2 separate regions of the Mus musculus genome follow, and region 1 is linked to region 2. Evidence: chromatin contacts called from public HiChIP or PLAC-seq data. All regions are on one chromosome and are shown on one strand. Each heading gives the region's core, a stretch centred on a gene start, on an enhancer-like site or on the middle of the called end of the contact. The rest is flanking DNA. Distances are from core to core; before and after follow the strand shown.

The links. HiChIP or PLAC-seq counts read pairs in DNA pulled down with a chosen protein or histone mark.
Region 1: an HNF4G HiChIP or PLAC-seq map of pancreatic cancer cells shows a contact between it and region 2. The contact joins the enhancer-like site here to the promoter of Caskin1 in region 2. A contact is called at or near these places in 16 of 39 promoter capture datasets (the 3T3-L1 cell line, the C10 cell line, the HPC-7 cell line and 11 more), 1 of 15 datasets of contacts at CTCF or cohesin (the NIH/3T3 cell line), 3 of 484 Hi-C or Micro-C datasets (cerebral cortex, cortical neurons and forebrain), 8 of 115 datasets of contacts at active chromatin or transcription factors (double positive thymocytes, embryonic stem cells, epiblast stem cells and 3 more) and 3 of 9 other capture datasets (adipose tissue, liver and pancreatic islet).

Annotation. Positions count from the first base shown.
Region 1 is chr17:24,563,328-24,568,986 of GRCm38.p6, reverse strand. Pkd1 (polycystin 1, transient receptor poteintial channel interacting) reads right to left here. Exons shown (of 46, transcript NM_013630.2): 2 at 4,766-4,837; 3 at 4,580-4,651; 4 at 4,239-4,408; 5 at 3,305-3,976; 6 at 3,017-3,200; 7 at 1,643-1,860; 8 at 1,275-1,390; 9 at 648-774; 10 at 126-361. LOC115488769 (a long non-coding RNA gene) reads right to left here. Exons shown (of 2, transcript XR_003952238.1): 2 at 5,448-5,659. Among named protein-coding and RNA genes, the nearest start is that of Pkd1, 16 kb to the right of the region's middle. Within about 2 kb of position 1,691, at least 59 of the 459 cell types and tissues checked have an H3K27ac peak or open chromatin away from gene starts, as enhancers often do. A contact at or near this core is called in the NIH/3T3 cell line, adipose tissue, pancreatic cancer cells and 2 more, where this site is marked.
Region 2 is chr17:24,487,295-24,493,679 of GRCm38.p6, reverse strand. It overlaps Caskin1 (CASK interacting protein 1), which reads right to left and starts at 4,897. Exons shown (of 20, transcript NM_027937.2): 1 at 4,617-4,897. The coding sequence starts at 4,710.

The DNA.
Region 1 (5,659 bases), core at 442-2,941, 79 kb before region 2:
ATCAGGGCAAGGCTATTGAGCATATAAAGAAGCCTGCAAGGTATCTAGTTGAGAGACCACCATCTTGGGTAGATAGGGGGAAGTAGCCTCAAGAATAGGTCAGAGACCCACACCAGGACACATACCAAGTACTGTGTGGGAGGCCCTGCAGGCACAGAAAAAAAGAACTCCTTCCATAGTGTGTAGCTGGCCCTAGAGAGTCCCAGCCTTGACACAGACCCATTGATGCAGACATGAGAGTTACACGAAGCATCAAAAGGTATGCAGACATTGGCTCCTGGACACCAGAGTTCCTCAGGCACACACTTGGGGGCCGGCTCAGTCCTGTTGTCAGGCTCACTGCTGCCTTCTGGGACCGCTGCTGGGAAAGGAAGGATGTCATGAGCCTGATTCACTAACAAGCTACTATCAGGGATGCTCCACTTACCCATTATAAAACCAAACCTTGATAAGCAGTTCCCCAGTCTCCACCATCACTCCCCTGCCTCTAGATCATCCCCAATCAGGTACCACCCGATCTAGCTTTGGGACAAGGGAACAGGAGTTGGCAACTCTGCCATCATTCTACCTTGAGGCTGGAATCGAAGGCATGAGAAAATTCAGACAACCCACTAAGCCTCCACTTCATTTCCCTTTCAGAGCCCCACCTGCTCCTCCTGAGGGCCGGTACACCTGCAGCCGCATCTGGGCAGGCTCTTCAAGCTTCTGGGTAGAAAACTCTGCTGCAGTGAGAAAGGCTTCCCGGCTAGGGCTCAGGCCAGGGAACACCATGACCTGGAGGAGATGAGACAGCCTCAGCTCAAAACATCTACCCCTGGCAGTGTAAGGATAGCCCTCTCAAGGTTAAACCTCATTTCATGTCACTTGGGAAGAAAAACCAAATCAAAGTCAGCTGTGAACAACAGGATGCCTGAAGCAGGAAGATCATGAGTTCAAGGCTTGCTTAGGCTATACAACAAGACTTTGTGTGAAAAAAATAAAAATTTATCTGAGCAAAGGTTCAGGAGAAGCAGAATTTTTCAGATAACAGAACTAGATGCTTTTCATTTCTTCACTCTTAAATATTTTTCTAACTGTCACACTGGGCACACTAACAATTTTAACAACTTCTAACAAAACCTACTTGAGGGGTTTTGTTTTGTTTTTTTAGGGTTAAGGTGCTAGGAACTGAACCCAGATACTGAACCCTATCCCCAGCTCCCACTTTGATTATTAGCAACAGAGCAGTAAAGTAATGTTGCAAAGGGTTCTAGAACACAGAAAGGCTGGCCTACCTCCACAGGTCGCAGCGGGCCCTGGACAGTTTCCTGCTGTGCCAATGGATGCAGAGGTCCAGACAGGCCTCCACCAGACATTCCCATGACAAAGTTCTCAGTATCCCACACAGGCCCTAGGGGTGGTAAGTATGCAATGAGGTACCAGAGCCAGGCAGAGGTGACACTGGGGAAACATTCAAGTTGGAGCTGGACTTAGGACTAAGCCACCTAGCAAAACCATCTGGCCCCCTCTCATCTTGTTTCCTCTGTCCTTATTTTTTCTGGTTTTGTCCCAACCCAGACACAAGAGCAAACATTCATGGTCAGTACTGAGCTTAGAAGACAAGCACAGAGAAGGATGGCTTCTGCCACACAGCAGTCCATACCTCCAGGCCGCAGCTCGCAGACATAACTATGTGGTGCTGAACACAGGTCTGTGTTGCATTGCCCAGCAGGCCCCAACCGCACACAATGCTCTGCTGTGGCTGGGTGTGGCTCCCCAGGCAGCCAGTTCTGGCAGCTTTCCAGGCTGAAGGCCTCACCCCGGGGATCCAGGCCTTCTGTCCCCTCCACAGATGAGAAGCCGATCCACACATCCAGGCTCCTATGGCCAGATTCAAGGGACGGCCAAGCCATCAGGGGGCAGCTCTGCTTGACCTCTGAGGACATACTCTTCATAATACCCTGGTAAATGGGCCATATCAGCCTCATTTTTCAAGTGTTAAAACAGCCTCAGAAACATTACCCAACATGGACCACAAACCCAGGCTCATAGTCACATTCATCCAGAATCATGTCTATGGGACCAGCTCTTCTTGGGGACCCATCTCAGATTTGGCCAAGGATCATGGGCCACCACCACACCTGAAGGGAAACTCTGAGGGCTGCAGAAGAGGACCAAGACTGCATCTATGCATGCTGCATGATAGTACTATCAACACTGGAAGGCCCCTCCAGAGGCAAAATCTAGAGGTTCACGGCCAAACGTAGGCACAGGTACATACCCAGGAACATATATGCACAAAGGTACATGCTTGGGTGTGGGCACAAACCTAGACACACACCCTGGGAGGGAGACATAATGGAGCCCTGGTTCCATGTAGGGCACTATTACCCATCAACTGGATGATTCTGGAGCAAGCAGGTCTTAACCACTCTGGACCTCTATTTCCCCTTTCCAACCACACAGGCAAAGTAAAGAATGTGATTAACCACTCACAAGACAGGTATTCCAATTCCACCCAGGGAGCAATCACCCAAGAGAGTTGGAGTATACCCTTACAACCCACCCAGACACAGGACTGTAGGGCCCAAGAATATGTTCCCACAAGCCTGCGCAGGGCATAGGAGCCTGAAAGGCTTTCCACAGATGGGATAGCATGTGGCATTGGGAAGGGAGGTACTCAGGGGATGGGGTGGGGGGTGAGCACAGCGGTAGGAAGAGGAGAAAATACAATCAACAGTGACCAAGAACTAGTCCTGTCAGCAGGACCCAGGGCCCTCCCCTACAGAGACAGGAAAGTCTGGGGGCCAGGACCCAGTTCTACCTTTGACACTTCCCAGAAACGGTTAGAGAAGCTGCCCCTACCTACATCTGCCTTTACATACACAGAGCTGGCAGCAAAGGCCACCTGTGGGGCTGTACACAAAGGCCCAGCTGCCCAGCTTTCCTCCTGAGCCTCTACAGGCTTAAGGGCTTTGGCCACACCCAGAATTCTGAGCAACCCCCACCCATTTTGCCCTTTCCAGCATAGGTGTACCTGGTAACCTTGGAGACTAGGAAGTGCTGGATGGCAGGACTGTCCACCATAGCCAAGGCAGCTCCAGCCCAAGTCCGACATTGCTCCTGTGCTTGCAGCCAGGGTGCCTTCTCTGCCACCAGGCGGTAGCAGTGCCCATTGCCAGGGAAGATCTCTGTGTCCAAGGGGCAGAGTGGGTGGACCACTAGGTATGGTAAGCAATGAACAAGACATCAGGGTATGCATGAGGCTGGGTGCCAGGCTCTGCCCTACCACCCAGGTTACAAGAGGAAGCAGGAGGGTAGGCACCTTGGGCAGGCTCTTTATCCAAAGCCAGGATGCTATAGGTGACCTCAAGGGCTGAGCCTCCACGATGCCGTATGCCAAGTTCAAGGCTCTCGTTACTGTGCACAAAGGATGGGCACACAAGCTCCAGGACAGTAGGTGTTGCTTCTACTTGCACCTCTGTCTCCAGCAGAGCTGAGCCAGCCCCCAAGGCCAGCACAACTGTCATGTGATAGCTCCCAGGTAGCACATAGAAGTGGGTGGCAGCAGGGCTAGCCATGTCCACCTCAGGTGAGCCATCTCCAAAGTTCCAGCGTGTTGAGCTAATGGGCAGGGAGGAAGTAATATGGAAGTCTGCTGGCTGGCCAGAGGCCAGGGGTCCATGGGGCCCCACCAGGGTAGCCCCTGGGGAGGCGGGAAAGGTGTGCTGGAGCAAGGTGGGGCCCCCACAGGCAGAGTTGAGGGACAGTGAGATGCTGGAACACCAGGATGAGCAGGCTGCAGAAGAGTTAGAGGCCTGGCCTGCCCCACAGAGGCATTGATTCTGCTCCGAGAGGGCTGCAAGGCCCTCACCAGCTGAGAAGCAGAAGGCACTGCAGGCCTCAGTCTCCAGTGGTCCCTCATGGGCAAAGTAGAAGGGTACTGCTGCCACAGCACCTGAGCTGTTGTCAGGGAGGCAGGCGACATATTCCTCACCTGGGAACAGAGAGAGACAGTGGTCTCAGGAACTTACTTTCTTCTGGCTGCATCGTGTTCCCTTACCAACCCTCTTTAAAATCCATGTCAGAGCTGCCACCCCCAAAGATGCCTTCTAGACCCTATCTGGCCACTATCTTCCCATGTATGCCTTTCCCTGGGCCTCATCTGTAACCAAGTCTGTGGCTCCACTCTCCCTGGGTACTGCCCAATAAGAAAAAATGTCATCCCTGTCCTATAGCCCCACACCCACTGCACTCACCACAGGCATTGTCCAATAAGGGGATACTGAGGAGAGGTTGGCCGGCCAGTGGAATGGGCCCCCTGCACGTGGTTGCCTCAGACTGTACCACATGCACCTGATGTTCCTTTGCCCAGCGTGGCAGCCACGCCAGACCACAGTTGCACTCAAATGGGTTCCCACTCAGGTTTCTGCAGGGGAGGGGCAGGTGTGGGGCACCAGGCCAGCAGGGGTGCAGTTCAGCTTCCCACTACCCACAGCTCTCAAAACTGGGAGGGGCTAGGGAACAGGGCAAGATGACAGAGGAGGTGATGGGGACAGGAGTCCAATCACTGAGACCCACTAAAAACAAAGAAACTTACATTTCACTTAAATTAAATAAATTAGCAAACACGCCTTCTTCTAATGTAGAAATCCTATTGTTGCTTAAGTCCCTGCAAGAAAGAAAGATGGGGCAAGGTGTAACCTTCTGATGACAGGTAGCTCTTTCTGCTTGCCCTGAGTAACCTTTAGTGTGACGGGCATGTCATGAGGAAGGGGATACTCACAGCTCCACCAGTGCTGAAAGGTTCACCAGGAGCCCTATGTCCAGCGTCTGAAGTAGGTTGTGGGACAGGTCTCTGAGGAGTAAGTGATAGTCAGGAGACGAGCTCTGGGCTAGTTGAGGGCATATCTGGTTCTCACCAGGAGATTCCCAGCATTCTCGACCCACAAGCCCCACCCCTATTCTCAGTCCCCAAGAGGGCTTTTCTTGCTGGTCTGTGTAGGTCTGTGTACTGGGGCACAGCCTGGCCAGCAGCAGCAAAAGTTCTCGTGGGAGCTCAGAATGACCAAGGTGTTACAGATCTCTAAGGGAAAGTAGAGCAAGGCAGGCTGCTCTTCCGTGACCTCTGCTGATGCCCTTCAGTGGCAGGCACTGAGACACAGCGGGCAGCTAGGGGCCAAGGTCAGGGCCACCAAGCAGGAAGTGGTTGTGGTCAAATTCACACACATTTTCTCATGAAAGATGTGAGAAATAAGTAATCTGGGGAAACTGCAGTAGAAGAGCCAAGGACCTCAGAATCTGCAAGCAACTCAGTCCTGTACCGAGGACCATTACAGTAGCCACACAAAATAACTGACCCGAGCACCTTCTCTGTGACCTCCACAGCCCTCCTCCAAAAGAAGAACCTTGGGCTACCTCCAATACAATAGAAGGGTCCCATACAAGCAAGGACCGGCTCCTTATACTTTTTTACGTAAGATTCAGGGTTTACCAGGGCTGGAGAAACCAGCTGCTAGTAGAGGATCCTCAAATGTTCACAAGATGCCATAGGGGCACTAAGATGAGCTGTCTAAGGAAGAGTCCTGCTGGATAACCCCGCACCACAGTGCTGGTGATGACACACAGCAAATTTCTCCAAATAAACCATCACAAACCCTTCATTCAGGATGTGGAGATG
Region 2 (6,385 bases), core at 3,648-6,147:
GAAGGATGGGAGGAAGGAAGGAAGGAAGGAAAGAAGGAAGGAAGGAAGGAAGGAAGGAAGGAAGGAAGGAAGGAAGGAAGGAAGGAAGGAAGGAAGGAAGGAAGGAAGGGCAGGCAAGCAGGCAGGCAGGCAAAACAAAACTTCTGAAAACCATAAGCTACAGTCAGATCTGGTACCTGTGCCTGTCATCAGAACACTCTGGAGGGGAAGACAGAGGGCTCCAAGTTCCAGCTCAACTTGAGCTGCAGGTTAGATCCTGTCTCAAAAAAACAAAACAAAACAAAACAAAACAAGCCATGGGGGTGGGGGAGGGGTGTGCAGAAATGAGACCAGGTAAAGGTGGTTGTCAGCACGGCCGAAGGTAGAGAGTGAAAGCTGAGTCACACAAATGTCCTCTGACGTGTGCATCACGACACTTGTACACACACATAAATCAATACAACACACATACATTAAAAATATGAATGGGTTTTTTTTTGGGGGGGGTTTTTTTTTTTTGGTTTTTCGAGACAGGGTTTCTCTGTGTAGCCCTGGCTATCCTGGCACTCACTTTGTAGACCAGACTGGCCTCGAACTCAGAAATCCGCCTGCCTCTTGCCTCCTGAGAGCTGGGATTAAAGGCATGCAACACCACACCCGGCTAATATGAATGTTTAAAAAAAAAAAAAAGGCAGCCAGGTATGGTGGCGCACGCCTTTAATCCCAGTACTTGGGAGCAGAGGCAGGTGAATATGTGAGTCCAGCCTGGTCCAGTGAAACAGTGAGATCCTGCCTCAAAACAAAAACCCACAAGCAAAAGTGTTGGATCAGATGTCCTAGAAACCCTTCTGGGCTACTTCACTGGGATGGTGGCTGAGGCTGCAATGCCTTGTGTGATTGGCCCTTGCTTTTGCTTGGCCTCTTCCCTCCCCTCTGTTTCTGTTATCCTTACTCCAGCTGTGCAGCAGCCTCCCAGATGTCCCTGTAACACGTAAGCCACAATGGCCACAGGGCCTTTGTGTGACACCTCCTTCACAATCTTCAGGTCTGTCCAGATGTAGCTTTTTCTCTTACCTAAAATATCACCCATCCCTTCCTGGGTTAGTTCTATCTTTTTGCCTAGCCTTCATCACCACCAGTGTATCACATCAAACTTCTTCTTGGCTTTGTGGTTTAAAACACTGCCCTCTCCATCCTACATGTACTCCTGTCTGTCTATCTTTGGGGCCAGCTTCATAGGTAGGTGACCTGTGCAGTTACTCAGACAGGCACCCTTCGTTAATACTTTGACTTCAGATAAGGGCACTTAGCATCTCTAGCAGGCCCTGAAAATTATATATGACTGGGCCTGCTATTGTTCCCTGCTGTGAACTGATGTCACTGTCCCATGGCACCAGGGTTATGCTCAAGACACTTTCCCCGTTCTTCTCAACCATAATGCAGTCAGGTCTCAGAGTCTCCCAGGCTTCCCAAATTCCTGCCCTCCCTCCACCATAGGGCTTCTGTGCAGCCACAGAGTCAGGTTTAGGGAGTGGAAAGCCCAAGCAAGCTGCTTTGAGGTCAGACAAGCAGAAACCAAGGTTTTGGAAGGGTATGGAGGTCAAGACTCAATGCCACGGGGTGGGGAGGGGGAGGGGGAGGGGGAGTTGAGAGGAGGAGAGAGGGAGGGGGAGGGGAGGGAAGGAAAGGAAAGGGGAGGGGAGGGGAGGGGAGGGGAGGGGAGGGGAGGGGAGGGAGAACTAGATCAAGAACAGGTCTGTCAGTGCATGCCTTCAATCCCAGCACTTAGGAAGCAGAAGTAGATGGCTCTCTTGTGAGTTCAAGGCTAGCCTGATCTACATAGCCCCAGTGAACCAGTCAGGATTACACTGTGAAACTGCTTCACAAGAAAATGAATTAAATTTTTTGGGGGGGAAGGGGTTGGTTTTTTTCGAGACAGGGTTTCTCTGTATAGCCCTGGCTGTCCTGGAACTCACTTTGTAGACCAGGCTGGCCTCTGCCTCCCAAGTGCTGAGATTACAGGCATGCACCATCACTGCCCAGCTCCTTTCACTTTTTAGTAGGTGTTTGCATCAATACAGGACACAGGCATGGTATGCAGCTTCATGGCAGAGAGCTTACTTAACATTCGTGAAGCCCTGGATTTCATCCCCAGCACCACAAACCTACACAAATAGCCTACAACCCTCACCCCTGTTTCTTGTGACCCCCCCCCACCCCCGACCTCAAGCTGCTCTCCAGAGACCAGTTTGAGGTCAGATCTAAACTCTAAGTTAGAAGGGAATTTAAAAACAAACAAATACACAGATCTCACTATGTTGTTCTGGCTAGCCTGGAACTCAATATGTAGACCAGGGTAGCCTAGAACTCACAGAAATTCTCCTGACTCTGCCTCCAAAGTGCTAGGATTAAAGGTGTGTGCCACACAGCCTGCTGGAAGGGAATTCTTAATGGGCCAAGGAGTGAGTGTGTGTGTGTGTGTGTGTGTGTGTGTGTGTGTGTGTGTGCGCGCGCGCACATGATTCTTCTGGGAATTTCTACAGGGTGTCATCAGCCTGCCTCAGAGAGGAAGGCTAGGCCACAAAACTAGACAAGGACCCCTCACCAGCAGCAGAAGAGCAGCCCCCTACCAACATCTTCCTTCCAAAGTTGTCTCTTTTCCCCTCCAGGACAACCGCTAAGTGAGCATGCATGCGCAGGCTCCCTTGGAGCCACAGGGTAGGGAGGGAAGAGCTGGGCACCCAAAAGGGCTCAAGAACAACTGTGGGAAAATCTCTAGGCTGGACTGGAGACCACATCCTCTTTTCTGTTTTGTTTTTGAGACAGGGTCTCTATAGCTCACTATGCATTAGACCTAGCTGGCCTTGAACTCACAGAGATCTGCCTGTCTCTGCCTCACAACTGCTAGGATTAAGCCTAAGTGTATCATTACGCCTGGCTGGTGTGTGTATGTGAGGGGGAAACCACACTCTCAGGATACTTATGGACACCCCTCACCCCATGGCCCAAACTCCAGCTGTACTTTGCTAAATCAAAATACTTCTTACTCCAAAGCAGGCCAGCGTTGCCATGACAACTGAGCTAATTCATGGAGGGATTTCTCTGTCTGATTTATTACACCGCCCCTCTGACTCAGAGACTACAGACAGAAGGGGCAAGACCGACAGGTGCCTCTGCTGAGTCCACATCACTCCAAGGCAGAGGTAGGGACCCAGGCAGAGATGACAACCCTCTCTCCTATCCATGATGGCCAAATGGAAGGGAAGAGGATCCCCATATTTGTGGTTCCCACTGGCTGCCAGCAGAAAAAAGCCAGCTCCATTAGCATTTCCTGAACTGGAAGTAAGTGTCTCCTCTTCATCAGTCCCTTCTTAGTGCTCTCAGGATGCTGTGGGGTGGCAGGGACCACAGATGTTCCATCCTACAGATAAGGCCATTAAGGCCTAGAGAGTCAGGATGACCAAGGACACAGGCCACTAGGTGGAAAGCTGTGCCTTCCTCTCTTCAACCTGCCTCTCCCTATGAAGCTCTTCCACTCTCAGCCTTGAGGCCCTAAAGCCAGCTCTAGTAAGTGGAGCTTCCCAGGCTGCCTGTGTGCCCTGGAGGCACCAGTGTCCTTCCTCCAAAAGCAAAGTGGACAGGAGCCACTCCAGACGGTCCCGTGTCTCAGCAGCCCCCTGGAGAAATGGGGCCCCCTCCCCGCAGCTTACGATGGTGGGTTGGAAGTGAAAGCACCCAGGTCCCATGTGTTGACCTGCAGTGCCTGCACAGGTGCCCTGACACACTGACACGGTCATACATACACAGCTGCGCACTTGGCTAGTCCACACGCCCATCAATCCATCTCCAGAGGCCCCTAGGGAGGCTCTAGGATGAGCAGGGTTGAGAGCCAGAATCAAAGCTCCAAGCTCCGAGGCCTTCCCTGGACCCCCAGGGCACAAGCTAGGAATGGTGTGGGAGATCCATTACAGATCCTTGGCCCCCTTTTCCAGCAGAAAAAGCCAGGGACGACCAAGGTCTGCAGAAGCCTGCAAGAGCCTACAGTCCTTATCCCCCAGGCTGTCCCTGTCTGAAGCCCAGCCTGCCCCAGGGCTGGGCGACCTTGGGCGCCTGTGTTTCACTCCCTCATCAGTAAATGGCCCCCACTGGCCATGCCTGGGCAGCCACACCCCCAGCGTGGTCCCCCACCCCACCCCTTTCCCTGCAAAGCGTGTTATTAAACATAGGGTGGGGAAGGGGTCTGACAGAGATTGCTAGCCTCTGGTCGCCCCTCACTGCAAGGGCCCCTCCCTCTCTCTACAATGTCTCTTGGGGGGTGGGGGGAATCCGCCTCGCCCTTAAAAGCACAAGTAGAAATCATCAGCCTGCAGCCTGGAAAGGGAGGAGATCCGAGGGAGGATGTGATCGCCAGCGGCCTCAGGGACGGTGGGTGCCGCAGGTGCCCGCAGGGGGCTGGGCGGACAGTTCTGCGCTCGTTGCCGCCCCTCCTCCAGAGCTAGGGCGAGAAGGGGGGCGCGGACCAAGGGTCTGAGCGCTCCTGGCCCCGCCCCACCCCGGGAGACCCACAGCATCCCTTCCTCGCCCTGCACCCCGGCGGGGTGGGCCCCGCCCGCGCCCCGCGCGCCCCCCGCACTCACTGGCCTTCCCCGGCCGCGGCCTCTGCAGCAGCCTCTGCGCGGTCCCCACGTCCTCCGCCTTCACTGCCTGCACCAGCTCCTGCTCCTTCCCCATGGCGCCGCCGGGCCCGCAGCGACGCGGCGCTTGGTGCTCTCGGCGGCTCAGACGCAGCAGCGGCTCCGCGTCTGCGATCGCATCCTTTCCAGCCCGCGCTCCCTGCGCCGCCCGCCGCCCAGCGCCCTCCGTGGGTTCGGGCTCGGGCTCGGACTCGGGCTCGGGCTGGGGTTTCGGGCTCGAACTGGGGCTGGGGCTCCGACGCGGAGGGACGGATAGCGCGTCACGGGCGGGGGGCGGCCCAGGGGCGGGAGCCGGCGGCGGCGGCCGGCACCCGGTGGCGCGCCGCGTCTGAGCCGCCTCCCGGACGCCTGGGTCCGCTCCCGCGGCCGCTGACCTCCGTCAGCCCGCGCCGGCCGCGCGCCTGGCTCCGAGGCTCCGCCCCCGCGCCCGACGCCCCCTCCCCACGTTTGGGTGCGCGGGTCAGGCTAGGCCTCTGCGGACAGCGGGGAACCGAAGACGACAGCCAGGGACAGAGGACGGTGCGCAGGGGGGCTGGCCACCGAGCACCGGCACGGCGGCGACGCAAGCCTAAACCTAGGAGAGGTTTCTCGAGGCTGCGGGACCTGAGGGGGAGGGACTCGGAGGCAGTGGGCGGGCGGGAAGCCGGGCACAAGTGCCACCGGTGCCGGCCCTCCAGAGGCTGTCAGACATTTCTGGCCCGTGATTCCTGTGGGAGGTGTTGAGAGATTGCGAAGAGGAATCTCCCAATAATGAATTCGGTGTCAGGGAACCCGTACCCCTCCTCCCCCCAACTACACCTTCTTCCCAGGCAGCCTCTGGCTTCCCTCCACAACAATGCAGGATGACTGTTCTCCTTCGAGGACAGCCTGGAAGGGAGCTTGGCTTTGACACTCTCATCATCTACTTGGATATAACTGTCTATATCCACCAAGAAGTATCTTAACCTCCTGTCCTCAGCACCAATGAAGGCCCAGCCTCGTCCAGAACCATTCTAGTCTAGCCCAACCTAAGCAATCTCCTAGCACGGGTTCCCAGTCTGCATCTCTGCTTGACCAACACCTCACCTTTCTCCTGCCTGCCTGAAGGCTTGGGCTGCGCCAGGCCTCCTCTGTTGCCTGCAGCATTATGAACACACAGCAGCTGAGATCCTTGTCTTGAGTGAGGTTCTGCTCCCTCGGCTTCCTTATTACAAGCAGGAGCAGAGAGCATCACCCAACCCAACATTACAGTGGAGAGAATTCGGTGAGGGTTCACATATGCACAACCAATGTATTATCATGGAATTCTGATCATGATAAAGTCATGAGGCTCGAGGAATGAGCCTAGGTCTTCTGATATGTGGTAGGCTCTCAGAAGAGGTCTCTAAATGTAAAAATCCTTCCATTGGACCATTAGAGTGACTGATTCCTAGTTAGTCCCAGGGTCCGGTGTTGTGCTGGCCATTTGGGATAAAGCTGAGCTTACCGTCTCCATTTTACAGATTGGAAAACAACAGCCAAGGACTAGAAAATGCTTTGCATTCCTGTGTAGGTGCTACAGGCCCCCAGGTCTCCAGGTTATAGGTCTGGACTTAGAAGCTACATTGGTTCCTGTCTCTGGTCTTCCGGTCTTCCTTACACTAGTTGTATCACCCTGAACTGCTGCTCTTTCTGTCTTTCTGAATCTCTCTTTCTTTCTTTCTTTTTTTTTTTTTTTTTTTTTTTGGCTTTTG